Regions from separate parts of the Anas platyrhynchos genome. Here region 2 is linked to region 1. Evidence: chromatin contacts called from public Hi-C data. All regions are on one chromosome and are shown on one strand. Each heading gives the region's core, a stretch centred on a gene start, on an enhancer-like site or on the middle of the called end of the contact. The rest is flanking DNA. Distances are from core to core; before and after follow the strand shown. Region 1 holds the start of LOC140001799 (lymphocyte antigen 6E-like). Region 2 overlaps LOC101791980 (lymphocyte antigen 6E).

Evidence for each region. A called contact is a pair of places that touch in the nucleus more often than the background predicts.
Region 2: a contact with region 1 is called in a Hi-C map of subcutaneous adipose tissue, with 2.2 times the contacts expected there. The contact joins the enhancer-like site here to the promoter of LOC140001799 in region 1. A contact is called at or near these places in 4 of 8 Hi-C or Micro-C datasets (liver, skeletal muscle and subcutaneous adipose tissue).

The regions. Positions count from the first base shown.
Region 1 is chr2:1,658,255-1,660,954 of IASCAAS_PekinDuck_T2T, forward strand. It overlaps LOC140001799 (lymphocyte antigen 6E-like), which reads left to right and starts at 1,413. Exons shown (of 4, transcript XM_072034258.1): 1 at 1,413-1,565. The coding sequence starts at 1,472.
Region 2 is chr2:1,709,175-1,711,874 of IASCAAS_PekinDuck_T2T, forward strand. LOC101791980 (lymphocyte antigen 6E) reads left to right here. Exons shown (of 3, transcript XM_027452778.3): 2 at 986-1,105; 3 at 2,196-2,700. The coding sequence ends at 2,404. Among named protein-coding and RNA genes, the nearest start is that of TOP1MT, 76 kb to the left of the region's middle. Within about 2 kb of position 1,292, at least 1 of the 8 cell types and tissues checked has an H3K27ac peak or open chromatin away from gene starts, as enhancers often do. A contact at or near this core is called in subcutaneous adipose tissue, where this site is marked.

The DNA of each region.
Region 1 (2,700 bases), core at 163-2,662:
TTAATCCTGCTCTATGTCAGCAGTACTGATAGGCCCAGTGGTTTAAAGCCAGTGGCAGAAACCTCAACAGTACCTGAAAATTACCTGCCCCTAAACACCTCCCCCACCCCCACCCTTTTTTTTTTTTTTTTCTTTCCTTAAAATGGAAGATACCACGGGTTTTGGTGTCCTTCTGAACTTCCTCTGGTCATGCCTTCACTGTGATGAGCAATGATTAGTCCTATCAGCTGCCCTGAATGTGCAAGATGCACATGACCTGTGCTTCAGAGATGCTTACCCATATGCTCCCAAAGAGCTCAACCCCAGGCATTTTTGCCCTCCCTTAGTCAATCTAAGCATTTTTATTTTTATTTTTTTCACATTCTCTCTCTTCTTCTGCAGTTCCATCTGATAAAGCACAGTTTGTGCAGATCAGCTGGATACCTGTTATCTCTTTCCTGCAGACCAACACTTGCAGGGTGGAGAAGGGGAGAGCAGAGAGCTGAGTGCCCAGGCAGATTTATTCAGATTTATTTAGAGAGGCTGCTCCTGCTTTGTCCTCTCTGCTCTTTGGTGCCTGGGCGGGTGGTGACTCACGGAGACATCTGCTGATTTGCTGCACCAAACCTCCTGATGGCTCGTTCCCTGGAAGCAGAAGTGGGACAGGCGGTCAAACTGAGGACCCAGAAGGGTTGAAATTACCATCTCCAGCTCCACCCAAATAGATAAACATGCAGAGAAATGGTAAAGGATGGGAGCCTTACGTTTGACTGTTATCCAGCAGGACTTTGGATCGGATGTTCCATGTAGAAGGAGGACAAAGATGTTTTTAGCCTTTGCTCAGATGTAGCAAAACTGGAAACCACCCTCCAATATGCTGGCTCCTGTGTGTGGACCCCAAAGACATTGCTCCCTTGCTGCAGCTGCTCTCAAAAGTAGGATGCGGAACATTTAGGACTTTGTAACTAACCAGCAGCTTTTATAGACAACGGGAAATAATAAAACCTTTCCTGTTTGTATTGCCAACCATGGAGACGCAGCTAGGTTTGTCCTGACCGTAGGTACTGGGAGTTCTCCAAATCTGACCCTGGAAAGGCTCTTGGCAGTCATCCACCCCGATGAAGCCATCAATTTGTGCAACTTACTGCCATTTTGCTTTGAGTAGATGCCTTCACTGAATTATCTGGCCACAAACATGATGATCAGATTGGAACTAAACAGTACAAAAACCCCACTCAGACATCAGTAGCACTACTAGCCTGACCATGGAGACATCAAAGTATTAAAAGCAATAAATGGAATGAATTGCCTTAGTGCTTTCACTCATCTCCGACCCCATCTGACCAGCCTGAAGGCAACGCCGAGGTGAGAAAACAACCCACATGCATTCCTATCCTGTCAAATAACACATGATCCCTGCCCATTCTTTCAAAATTGTTGTCTTCATAATCACTCAGTCCAAACGCAGGGAAGATATATATCCTGTCCCCAGATGAGGGTGATTTTCCTGGGCTGTGGACACGGCTCGGAAACGATGAAGGCCTTGCTCCTCGCCCTGCTGGCTTTGGTCCTATGTACAGAGCAAGGTAAGGCATTACGGTTCCTTCTAGACAAAGAATAATTGCATGTTGGAAGGCCAAGAAGGCCTTGTAGCCAGGGAAAGAAGTGGTGGAAAGGGTTGCCTTAGTGCTTGATGAAGGACTTAGTGTTTCTCTTTGGGTTTCTCAGCCTGGCTGTGCCAAGGGTGTTTTTTTTTCTGCAGGGGAATTTTCTCTATGAACTCGTGTACTACTGGACTAAAAAGAAAAAAAAAAAAAAAAAAAAAAAGGAAGCAGTTGCCACTTTTAAGTCTTTGTTAAAAGATTTTCCTGTGGGTTTACTTGTTCAGATGATGTAAGACTGTGGTTATTTCTAAATCTTGATGAAGAAGTGCTGCAGCCCACTATCACAAAACACATCAACAGCTCCCGGCTCCTGCAGGTGGTGACACCGCTTCTAGCAGCAGCACGGGGACAGGGCCAGACCTACAGCATCTGCCCTTGTGCCCTGATGTTTGCCCATCTCAGAGACCCTACAGGGGTGATTTCAGAGGCTTTGGTGTCAAGATGGGGAGAAGTTGCTCTGCGGGGTCGACAGCCTTATGCTGGGATATTGGGTGGAGAGGAACATTTGCATATTATTTGCATTACAGATTATATAGTTTATTTCACAAAGAGATTGCAAAGGAAAAGTACATGGTCCTACAGCCTCCACAGACAAGTCACTTAAGCAGCCAAAGAGAATTAATGTTATCATCATTTTCTAGAGAGGAATTAGCTTTGCCAGCTCTTGGAGATTTGCCACATTATCTGGTGCGGAAAAATAATGTCTTAGAGTAGTTATTTCTGTCTCATTGTGGCCTAAGAATACTTTTCTGCCATTTAACATGGTTCGCCTTCCAGAATAGTGATCTTGACAAATTTCCTAGCATTAACAAGGCCCGAGGGACAGAGATTGTCTTCAGCCCCAAAACCAAGAGCACCTTAACTCAGTTTAGAAGACCTAGGAAGTAAAAATGAAGTATTGGAGTGTATGGGTCATAGGGGTGAATTCACACTGCTAAGAGTTAAATGCCAGTCTTCTCATCAGTGTTTTAACCCAGGTTTGGGGGCATTAAATCCCACTCAAAGATGCAGGTGTGGCAGACTGACTTCTTCAGCCCAAGGAGGTCCCAATTAATGG
Region 2 (2,700 bases), core at 42-2,541, 51 kb after region 1:
ACAGAAGAGAAAGGCAGGGCCTCATGGAAAGGTTTGCAGAGGGCTCCAAAATCAGAGCCCGTCAAGTTGTTGGGAATGGCCCCGATCTGTCTGCATATGTAGGTCAACAATTGCAGTGTGGATGTGAAGTTCTTAATATGTAAAATACAGAGAAGATCATCCATCCACTGCCAAATACACAAGTCCATGCTGAGTCACTAGTCCAGGCAGTTTCTGCGACCGTTTCCCTCCGCTGAATGCTATTTCCCAATCTTTCCCCTTCCTTGGATGTGGGATGGGAACTAGTTGGTGCAATCCATCCTGCTGGTGCAGGGTTGACCACATTGGGGAACCTGCCCTGTAGGAAGTCGTGCTTCTCTGCTCTTCCTCTGCTCCACATTAGAAAGGTTGGTTGAAAGCAGCATGCTTTCATAGTGCTGTGACTCTCAGGGTAATGGGGCGCTGCAAGTCCTTGCAGGTCTTGCTGCAGCGCTGGGCTTGCTTCGGCTGGGAATTCGTTTCTACCATGTATTGTTAGCTCAAGTGTAGCCTAAGCTTTGTGCCCTGCTGCCAAAGGCAGGCCACGAAAAGCTCGAACCTGTAGTCACACCTGGAGCAGTTCCCATTGGTGTCCAGGGTAGCAGAGGTGAATAAGCCCAAATCTCAGCATCCAACCTGCAAGCCTGAACCTGCTTTCGGGTTGGCAGCCGCTGCTTGGACCAGCTCTTGGTGCAAATAAGAGCATGCCATGAAGCACCAGGCTGACCCGCAGTTGCATCGAGGCTTTAGCTGGCAGCTAACCCAACCGAAACCTTAACATTTATCCCTTGTGCTTGAACCCTCAGACAAATTTGGGGGGCAAAAAGGCTATCACAGATCGACGCAGCCTGAACAGCAAGCACGGGCTGTGGCTGGATGCCGCGAGTGCTGCGTGCTGGAGGTGGGGACCTCTGAGCAGCAATGTCTCCCCACCAGCCCCTAACTGAGCCGTGCCTTTCTCTTGCAGCCCACACACTCGTCTGCTTTTCCTGCTCGGATGCATCCTCCAACTGGGGCTGCCTGAAGCCTGTCACGTGCGGGGAGAATGAAAACTACTGTGTGACAACGTACGTCGGAGTGGGACTTGGTGAGTCTTCCTCGCTGCTCTCTGGGATTACATGGGGAAGTGCGTGAAGGTTTTCCTTCCTCTGGCTGGAGAAAGGAGAAAGTTCTGTGTGGCAGCTGTGTCGGACCACCCTAAAGGCATTTTGCGAGAGATGTGCTGCCAAACCAAGTCACATTAAAGCCCACGTGTCTGCACTGATGCCAGGAGTCCGAGGGGAACTTAGGGGTGGAGAGAGGAGGTTGCTGGTGAAAGGGGCGAGGTCGAGGGTGTTGCAGGCTTCCTATGCAGGAAAGGTCCAGGGTTACTCTTCCAGCTTTTGCTCTGTGCTAGCTTGTGTTGTTTGTCTCTGCCTGTGATTTTTTGCCCTCTGTAGGCATGGTGGGATTGCCAGGAACTTGCAGCTTCCCTCCCTAAATGCCTGCTTTTCATAGAAGGAAAAAAGCACCAAGAAAGCTCCGGGGGATCTCCCAGAGAAGCAGCCTGCTCTGGCAGGTCCCCTGGTGGCATTGCAGAGCTCGCATCCCATCCTGGCTTGCCCTGCTCTCCCTCAGCCTCTCCTTCCAACATGCAGGAGGGAAGAGTGTTGCATGCCCGAGTTGCAGAGCCCATAATGTGGGCGGCTTGTGCATGCACAAATGGAGGCCAGGAGTTTTTATAAACCTGTCATCTTAGCACACGGTGCTAATGGCTTCCTATTTCTTGAGCTCGCTGCTAAATGCGAGCTGCGCCTCGCTCGCAGCTGAGCTCGTAACGCGGCGTTCGCTCACGAGTCCCTCTCCAGCTTGAGGAGCCCCAGGGTCAAGCTTGAAGTGGGATTTTTGACATTCTCCACCAGAGCTGTGGCAGACAAATTTTGGCCAGCAGCCTGGGAGGGCTGTCCCTGGGTTGTACGGTCTCTAGGGGCAGTGTGGAAAGTAGGTGGGGGTGTTTCTCGAAGTGTGTGGGCTGGTTGAGGTTGACGAGAAGTGCTACATCCTCTCTGAACTGCACATGACACTCTAGCTTTTTCGGTGCTGTTGTTTCCTCTGCAGAATATATCAAAAGGCTGAAAGGTTTTAAACCCGTCTGCTTTCTGTTTTTTCTTCCTCTCCCCTTCCCCACTGAAATTCAGGTGGCAAGTCCGGCCAGTCCATCTCCAAAGGATGCTCTCCCATTTGCCCCAGTGCCGGGATTAACGTTGGCATAGCGGCTGCCTCCGTTTACTGCTGCGACTCCTTCCTCTGCAACATCAGCGGCTCCAGCAACGTGAAAGCCAGCTACACCGTCCTGGCCTTGGGCATCCTGGTCAGCTTCTTCTACATCCTCAGGGCTCGTGAGTGATGGGGCTGGCCGAGGAAGAGCCGGTGCCCTGGGGACGGTGGGGGCACCCCCGGCGAGCCCACCTCTGCAACGTGGTGCCCCGTCTTCCACGGGCTGCCGCGGGTCTCATTAGCCAATATTTTCTCTATCGCTGCCCACAAGGAGATCCTCTACTTCTCAGCAGGCCTCCGCGGTGGTCGTTTCCCAGACTTTATGCTCTTCCAGCATCAGAGACCTGGGCGGTTGGGCCCAACCGTTCTCCTCCTTCTCCTTCGGACCTACCCCGCTGCACTCTTGCACCTCCCGGTGGATTGTTT